Regions from separate parts of the Mus musculus genome. Here region 2 is linked to region 1. Evidence: chromatin contacts called from public HiChIP or PLAC-seq data. All regions are on one chromosome and are shown on one strand. Each heading gives the region's core, a stretch centred on a gene start, on an enhancer-like site or on the middle of the called end of the contact. The rest is flanking DNA. Distances are from core to core; before and after follow the strand shown. Region 1 overlaps Rbpms (RNA binding protein gene with multiple splicing). Region 2 has its middle 5.6 kb from the start of Gm39157.

Evidence for each region. HiChIP or PLAC-seq counts read pairs in DNA pulled down with a chosen protein or histone mark.
Region 2: a contact with region 1 is called in an HNF4G HiChIP or PLAC-seq map of pancreatic cancer cells. The contact joins two enhancer-like sites. A contact is called at or near these places in 2 of 115 datasets of contacts at active chromatin or transcription factors (extraembryonic endoderm stem cells and pancreatic cancer cells) and 3 of 9 other capture datasets (adipose tissue, liver and pancreatic islet).

What each region holds. Positions count from the first base shown.
Region 1 is chr8:33,886,629-33,889,932 of GRCm38.p6, forward strand. All of the region lies in intron 1 of Rbpms (RNA binding protein gene with multiple splicing), which reads right to left. Among named protein-coding and RNA genes, the nearest start is that of Gm51528, 35 kb to the right of the region's middle. Within about 2 kb of position 1,518, at least 22 of the 459 cell types and tissues checked have an H3K27ac peak or open chromatin away from gene starts, as enhancers often do. A contact at or near this core is called in liver and pancreatic cancer cells, where this site is marked.
Region 2 is chr8:33,991,505-33,994,799 of GRCm38.p6, forward strand. No RefSeq gene overlaps it. Among named protein-coding and RNA genes, the nearest start is that of Gm39157, 5.6 kb to the left of the region's middle. Within about 2 kb of position 1,622, at least 98 of the 459 cell types and tissues checked have an H3K27ac peak or open chromatin away from gene starts, as enhancers often do. A contact at or near this core is called in liver and pancreatic cancer cells, where this site is marked.

The DNA of each region.
Region 1 (3,304 bases), core at 268-2,767:
ATAATCCGGACAACTCCAGGTCAAATTGCTACACATACCATGGCAAGGGAGTACAAACATTTACAGGCTCATTATTCATTCTGTTAATTTTATGACGCACCCATATGCATGGGCCTCTGTTGGGAAAAAAAAAACAAAGCCAGTTCTATGAATTCAACATAGTGAATTATAAAAGAAAACACAAGCAAACTATGTGGAAGCCTGCCACAGCATCAGTAAGCTATGCCCCCCACAAACCCCCAGCCTCAAACAAGCACTGAAACAGGACATGGCTGAGAGCACTAATGTGGACTTTCGTGTTAAAGAACCACAGTGGGTACCAACTTGCCCTATTTAAAAGAACTGGATGTGTTGGGGTGTGGGGGTCCATCTTAGGGAAACTGGAACCCCAATGAAGAAGAGTAATCAGGTTAATAAAGGATCTGAAAACTACGACACAGAAATTGTTGGGGGACCAGTGACGTGACTATTGCCAGGTAAAGGTGCTTGCCGCCAAGTCTGATGGACAGCCTGAGTCTGATCCCTGAAACCACGTGTCCGAAAAGAAAGCACAACTCCTACAAGATTCACATATATAAGGTGTCACCTAGAGGGGACTAACACTAGCTTATCGACTCCCAAGGCCAGATGGACGGGACATGTCTTCTTTGGAAGTATTTCAAGACCCTTTTATTTTCTTTCCGTTTATCCTAGTAGAGATTATAAATTGCTTGAGGCCAGTGATGTTGTCCTTCCCCTAAACCAAGAAAACCTTTAGTTTTAGCTAATAGGTATATAGACTTCTACAAACTCACCAACAAAAGGAAAAACACCAAGAAAAAAAAAGGAGAATTAAACAACAAATATGAGCTAATTAGGACTTTTAGAAATAGAGCAGATACAACAACTGACTGATTTTTTTGTTCCTAGGGAGAACAAAAGATCACTAACTTCCTTTGCCCTCACACACAGCCCTTGATATGTTTATCTTATGTTCTACTATTACTGGGCTTAATTAACATCACAGCACTTCAGAGTATGAAGAGTGTTGTCACTCTCCACTGCTACTAACTTCTTCATTTTAAAATACAGACAAAACGTAGGCTTAAAAACCGCATAAACACCATAGCCCTAGTTTTGGCCTGCAATTCATGATTTATTCAATCATTATAAGAGATAACTTCAATAAAGACAGAACCTGGATCTCAAGCCATGGAGTGTAGTCGCTATGTCTGAAGTTACCATTTCATCAGTTTCTACCACATCCTAGAGAACTGATCAGATCCTGTACATAATATGTGTATATGTCTAGACAGACAGACAGACAGACAGACAGACAGATACACATTCATCCCTGATGATCCTGACATCGTAACTGTCCCCATTTAACAGCTAAGGTAAATGAGGCTCAGTGCCCAGAGCCAATCCCTTGGAGTGTGGCTTTAAATCTAGGCTCTGTGACTCTAAAACCCTTTGTTTTCTTTACTGGACTGGACCATTTTAAGCATTGTTCTTCTGAACTGCCCCAGGACTCTAAGACCACATTTCCCAAGTGTTTGAAGAGGTCCCAAGGAGGGAAAGCATGCTTCACTGCTAAGAGCCAAGGGCTTCAGGCCCTTCTCGAACTGGTTCCAAACAATCAGCGCACACAGAACAAAGAGCTATTCTTAGATTTGTATCGGCAAATCTTAGTAAGTCTTATGGAATTAGTTTTTCATAAATTATTACCCTTAAAAGCCACAGGACAATGTTCAGGTGAGTAACATAAATTATTCCTAATTTGGTATAAATACTCTAGAAAGATAAACCCACAAAAAAACAGGATATTTTAAGTCAAAATACAAAAATCTCTATTTGTCACATAATTAAGTGGCTATTGAAAGATAATTTTTTTTTTCAACATTCTGTTAAGTCATCTTAAATTAGGCCCGGGAACGAAATGGAATCCCTTTTAGTAATGACTTGTTTTCTTTGAAAGTTCATGTTTGGGTCAGCCAAGTTTTAACAGTAAAATTATATTGCTGTGTTGTCAAGTGGGGAGGGGGAGCCGCTTTATCTCAACCAACTGCAGGATGCCGTATCTATCAGGCTTGTACTTAAAGGAGGGGTCTAGTCCTAAGCAAAAGGCATCATTGTTAGAGAAAAGACTTGCCCAGGGTTTTTACTCAAGAGTCCACATATAAGACTCAAGGAGAAGTTAGCTCTAGAAAGGGATGTTTCCAGAGCTGGAGGTTTTCTAGGGCCAATGAAATAGCTAAGTTAAAAGATTTTCCTTTTGCTATCTTATGCTTTTAGTGAGGCAGCAAAATGTGTGGGAATGTCTCCCCCCTAATCATTTTGGGCTTGAGACAGTCTTGCCATTCAGCCCAAGCTAGCTTCTAACTCTGCCCCAGGCTCCCAACTGCAGAGATTCCAGGTGTGTCCTACAGCCTAATACAGCCACCCTTGAGGCCACCACGACAAAGAGAAGACATCCATTCCATGCAAGGAAAGACTTTAAGTCCTTAAGGAACCGTGGGCTCTTCAGTGACCACTCTTAGCAACCAGAGCACAACATAAACAAGACCTTACAAGGCCAGCTTTTCTACAGTGTGCCATCTAATGGGAGACTTAGACGCAGCTTATCACAGGCCGAGGTGAAAGGTTACATTCTGGGCTGTAGTCAGTTTATTTAAACTGTAGAATTACTTCAAGCTAAAGAAGAGCAATTGGGAGCAGACCATTGGAAGCTGAGTTGTCCCTCTTCCCTCGGTGAAAACCATGTGCCAAGCAGTAAAACCAAGGGTCAGGGGCTCGCTCTCCTCCACCGAAACACAGTCATCTGGAGCCGAGAACAAACCAAAGCTCAATTCCCATCCACCCCGCCCGCCACAGCTATCACATGTACGTACTGATTGAGACTTTTAAAGTGCAAGATCTAAAAGTACTGTAATATGCTTAAAAAATAAATAAATAACACAAAGGACTTATCCTGCCACAGCGGATTGAACGCATACTCTACCATTGACACACAGCACCTCTTTCCATTGCCCCTGCCAGAAAGGAAAAAGGTCGCCTTCATCTTTACACTTCAGCAGTTTACACAGCATCCTAACAGGAGATACATCTTTAAAAGTAACTGAATTCTAAGATGCTCTTTTAGCCGCCCTTAAGCAAGCATCCACGAGGAAGCACAGTGATGGCCTTTAGGAGAAACCACTAAACGCGGTTCACGTACACCTGTATGAAATAAAGGGGCGTCTTTACATTTAACAGCTGAGGCCAGCCACTAGGAGCGATGATGCTCTTCACATGGCATTGAAGGATCTCCACTATTGCAGTTTTT
Region 2 (3,295 bases), core at 372-2,871, 100 kb after region 1:
TAAAACGGGTAAATTAGTTAGTGAGAAAGGGGGAAAAAAGTAAAAAAGAAAGAAAGAAAGAAAAAAGCTGCCGTGGGGATGGAGAGATCGATAGCTTAGTGGCTAAGAGCACGCACGCGCTGCTCTTGCAGAGGACGGAGTTCAGTTCCCAGCCCCCACTGGCTTTTGTAGTGCGTCACTCTAACTCCAGCTCCATATGCTTTTCTGGATTCCGCCTTTCCCCTTTCTCAATCCGTGAAGAGAAGCATCCAGGCCCAGGGCAGCCCACCTCCTACCCTACCCCCGAGCACCTCCATTTTGGAGTCCGTAGAGGAAGCCTCCGCCTGCCCCTCTCCTCAGGAAGTGCAAGGCCTGCTGTTTGTTGTGTTCTCTCCCAGCCAAGACTTGAGCCTGTTTTTGCGCGTCTGCAATTCTTACAATTTAGGGTCGTCTTGGTCAGGTTTATTTCCTCTTCCACTTAAAGAATTAAATGGGCAGGTACAGTCTCCAGCTACGGGTGGCGCAGGGAACCTCTCTGAGCACACAAAATCAGCAGGCGAGCTGGGCTCCAGGTTCTCCTAGCATCCTTCAGTCCCTACCTGGTACAGGGCGTGGCTGGCCATACCCCGCCCTCTACCCTGAATTTTCCAATCCAGGGGTGGGCTTCCTCTCACCCACCAGCTCAACACTATATAGTCCAGACATTTTGGTCCCCCACCTCTTTCTTCTCTCTCCCTCTCCTCTGCCTCCTGTTTTTCTTTCTCCCAGTCTGCAAGGCGACTTCACTGACCCCCTCCTGTGAGGTTCCTGACCCCCCACCCCCAGCTCCCCTCTTCATAAACCCGCCTTTAAAGTTTAATTAGGCTTGAATTGGCTCATTTCATGGGCAGAGATAAGTTATCAAAGGGTGACAACCAGCTTTTGTTAGAAGTGAGCACACACACACACACACACACACACACACACACACAGAGCAAGACCCTTGGCAGACAGGGATGGGACACTCAGAAACCTAAAATGACTTCTTTTCTTGAGGGCTGAGGGCTGGTCTTTGAGGGGGTCTTCATCCTCTAAATTAGGGCTGCTTAGTTTGAACAAAGACAGGGAGGCTGACAGGCCCACGGTTTGGGGTGGGAGGGGCAAACATGTCCCCAGTCTGGTCTTGAATTTCTCAGACCCGCCAACTGTCAGGGTCCACTACCCCAGGGTGGAGGTGGGGTGGGGTGGGGGTGGGGAAATCAGTCAGTCCTTTAGGTCTCCATCTTAGGTCAGAGGAAGCCGGAAGTTTGCCATCTCATCTTCCTTATCTATTTCTGGCGGATCTCCCTATCTGCCAGTCTATCAGGGCTGTGTCTACCTCCTAGGGCCTCACTCCAAGATGAGAGGGAAGCCCAGAGCCACTGCATTTGGATAAGGTTCAGGCTTTTCACAGACAAGGAAGGGACTGTTGTAGACTTGGGACAGATAGCAAGAAAGGACACCCAGAGCCACCAGGATAGCCGCAAGCAAGGGCAACAGCAAGCCCGGGACAGAGCTGGCACAAGGGATGGAGTCGCGAGCACAAACAGCCAAGGGCAAGGTGTGGAATGTGTTAAGGTGAACGGAATGTAATGAAGGGACTCCAGTGTTTACTCTGAAGCAGGCCAAACATGGCAGGACCGAAGCCAGAGTGGAAAGGATTGTTATCTAAGGCCAGCCTGGGGAGAGTGCGGAGGGAGGTGTTGGGCGTGGGTGACGGCTGATGGCCCAGAGCACATTCCAGCTTGCAGATAAGTGGAAGCAGAAAGGCCAGGCACCATTCAGCGGAAGTCTGTGATTTCACTCCTAATGTCAGTGAAACTAAAGCACAGAGGACGCCCCTCCCCACTTTTATAGTACTTGGATGGAGCCTTTGTTCGGATCCTTGTGCTAGTGAGTCTTGTACCACCAATTTAAAGGGTTGTTTTGTCTGTTTTTGCTTTTTGTTCTTGTTTTTGTTTTGTTTTGTTTTTTGAGACAAGGTCTCACTATGTAGCCCTGACTGTCCTGAAACTCACTCTGTAGACCAGTCTGTCCTCGAACTCACAGAGACCCTCTTGCCTCTCGAATAGTGGGATTAAAGGTTTAAGCCACCACGCCTGGTTCCTTAGAGAACATTCCAGGTCATGTTGATCCCTCCCTTCACACTGGGACAGACACTTTGCTGTCAGCTCCCTGGGAAACGCAGCTGCCCCAGCTCTGGAGACAAGCTCTTGTGCTTCAGCTCCTCTTAACCCAAAAATGAAAATGACAAAAATTAAGGTTATTTATTTAATATTTTTGAGACAGGTCGAACTAGGTAGCCCGCTGGTTTGGAGCTTCATTATGTAATCTGAAACTCACAGAGATCCACCTGTCTCTGCCTCCGGGGCACTGGAATTAAAGGTGGGAGTCACCACAGCCAGTTTACTAGTTTTTGACTTTTCTTATTTCCAATGGCAGGTAGGTTTTGGTTTTTTCCACATTTGTTTGTTTAATTTACATTTGATTGTCACCTTTTATTGGACCATCAAGTCTCGGTCAGGATTTAAAAAGATTCCGCTTTAACTGAACTCTTCAAGGTTGGTAAGTAAAGTGCTTTCCAGGGCAGTAGGTGTGGTATCCTAGCTCACTTGTTTGAATTTCTGGTAAGAAATGCTGAAAAGAACACAGGCTTCTGGCACCAGATTAACCCAACCATGTTCCCTTTGCCCACTGATGGGCTTAAGGTACTGGCCACAACCTCTGAAAGACTCCAGCTTTTGTGGGTGAGACCCACCATCAATACCCAGTTCTGCAGGTCTTCCCACTTAACGCCCATGAGTTTCTTCTCCTTCCGTGGCAGACTGACACCTGCTTGAAGATTTTTTTACTGAAACCATCAATCTCCTTCCGTTAGCTGACAGCCACGGGGGCCGCCCCTGACAGCAGCGTAGTAATAAATCCTCAACAGTGATAAATGTATGTCCCCTGGATAAACTTGATTCCTTTTGTTGACTTCACCTTGTCTGCAGAGCAAACTGAATGAAAAGAAAAAGAACAACAACAACAAGAAGAAATAAAAGGGAACATGACCTGTTCCAGGCGTGGTGCAAGAGAAAGCTGATGCAGATAAAAGGGAGAGCTTAGCCAGACGCAGACACATTTGGGAGAGTCCAGAGTAGATATGGTCCTGAGAGGGAAATCAGGTGCAGTAGCCAGGGGCCCAGAAGGTCTAGAAATGAAAATGGTTGGATTATATAGGAAAGGGCTGCTGGGGGAAAGGCAGCCCAGCCCCTTGCCTGGATAGGTTTAGGGTAGGGTCTGTAACAGGTAAGGG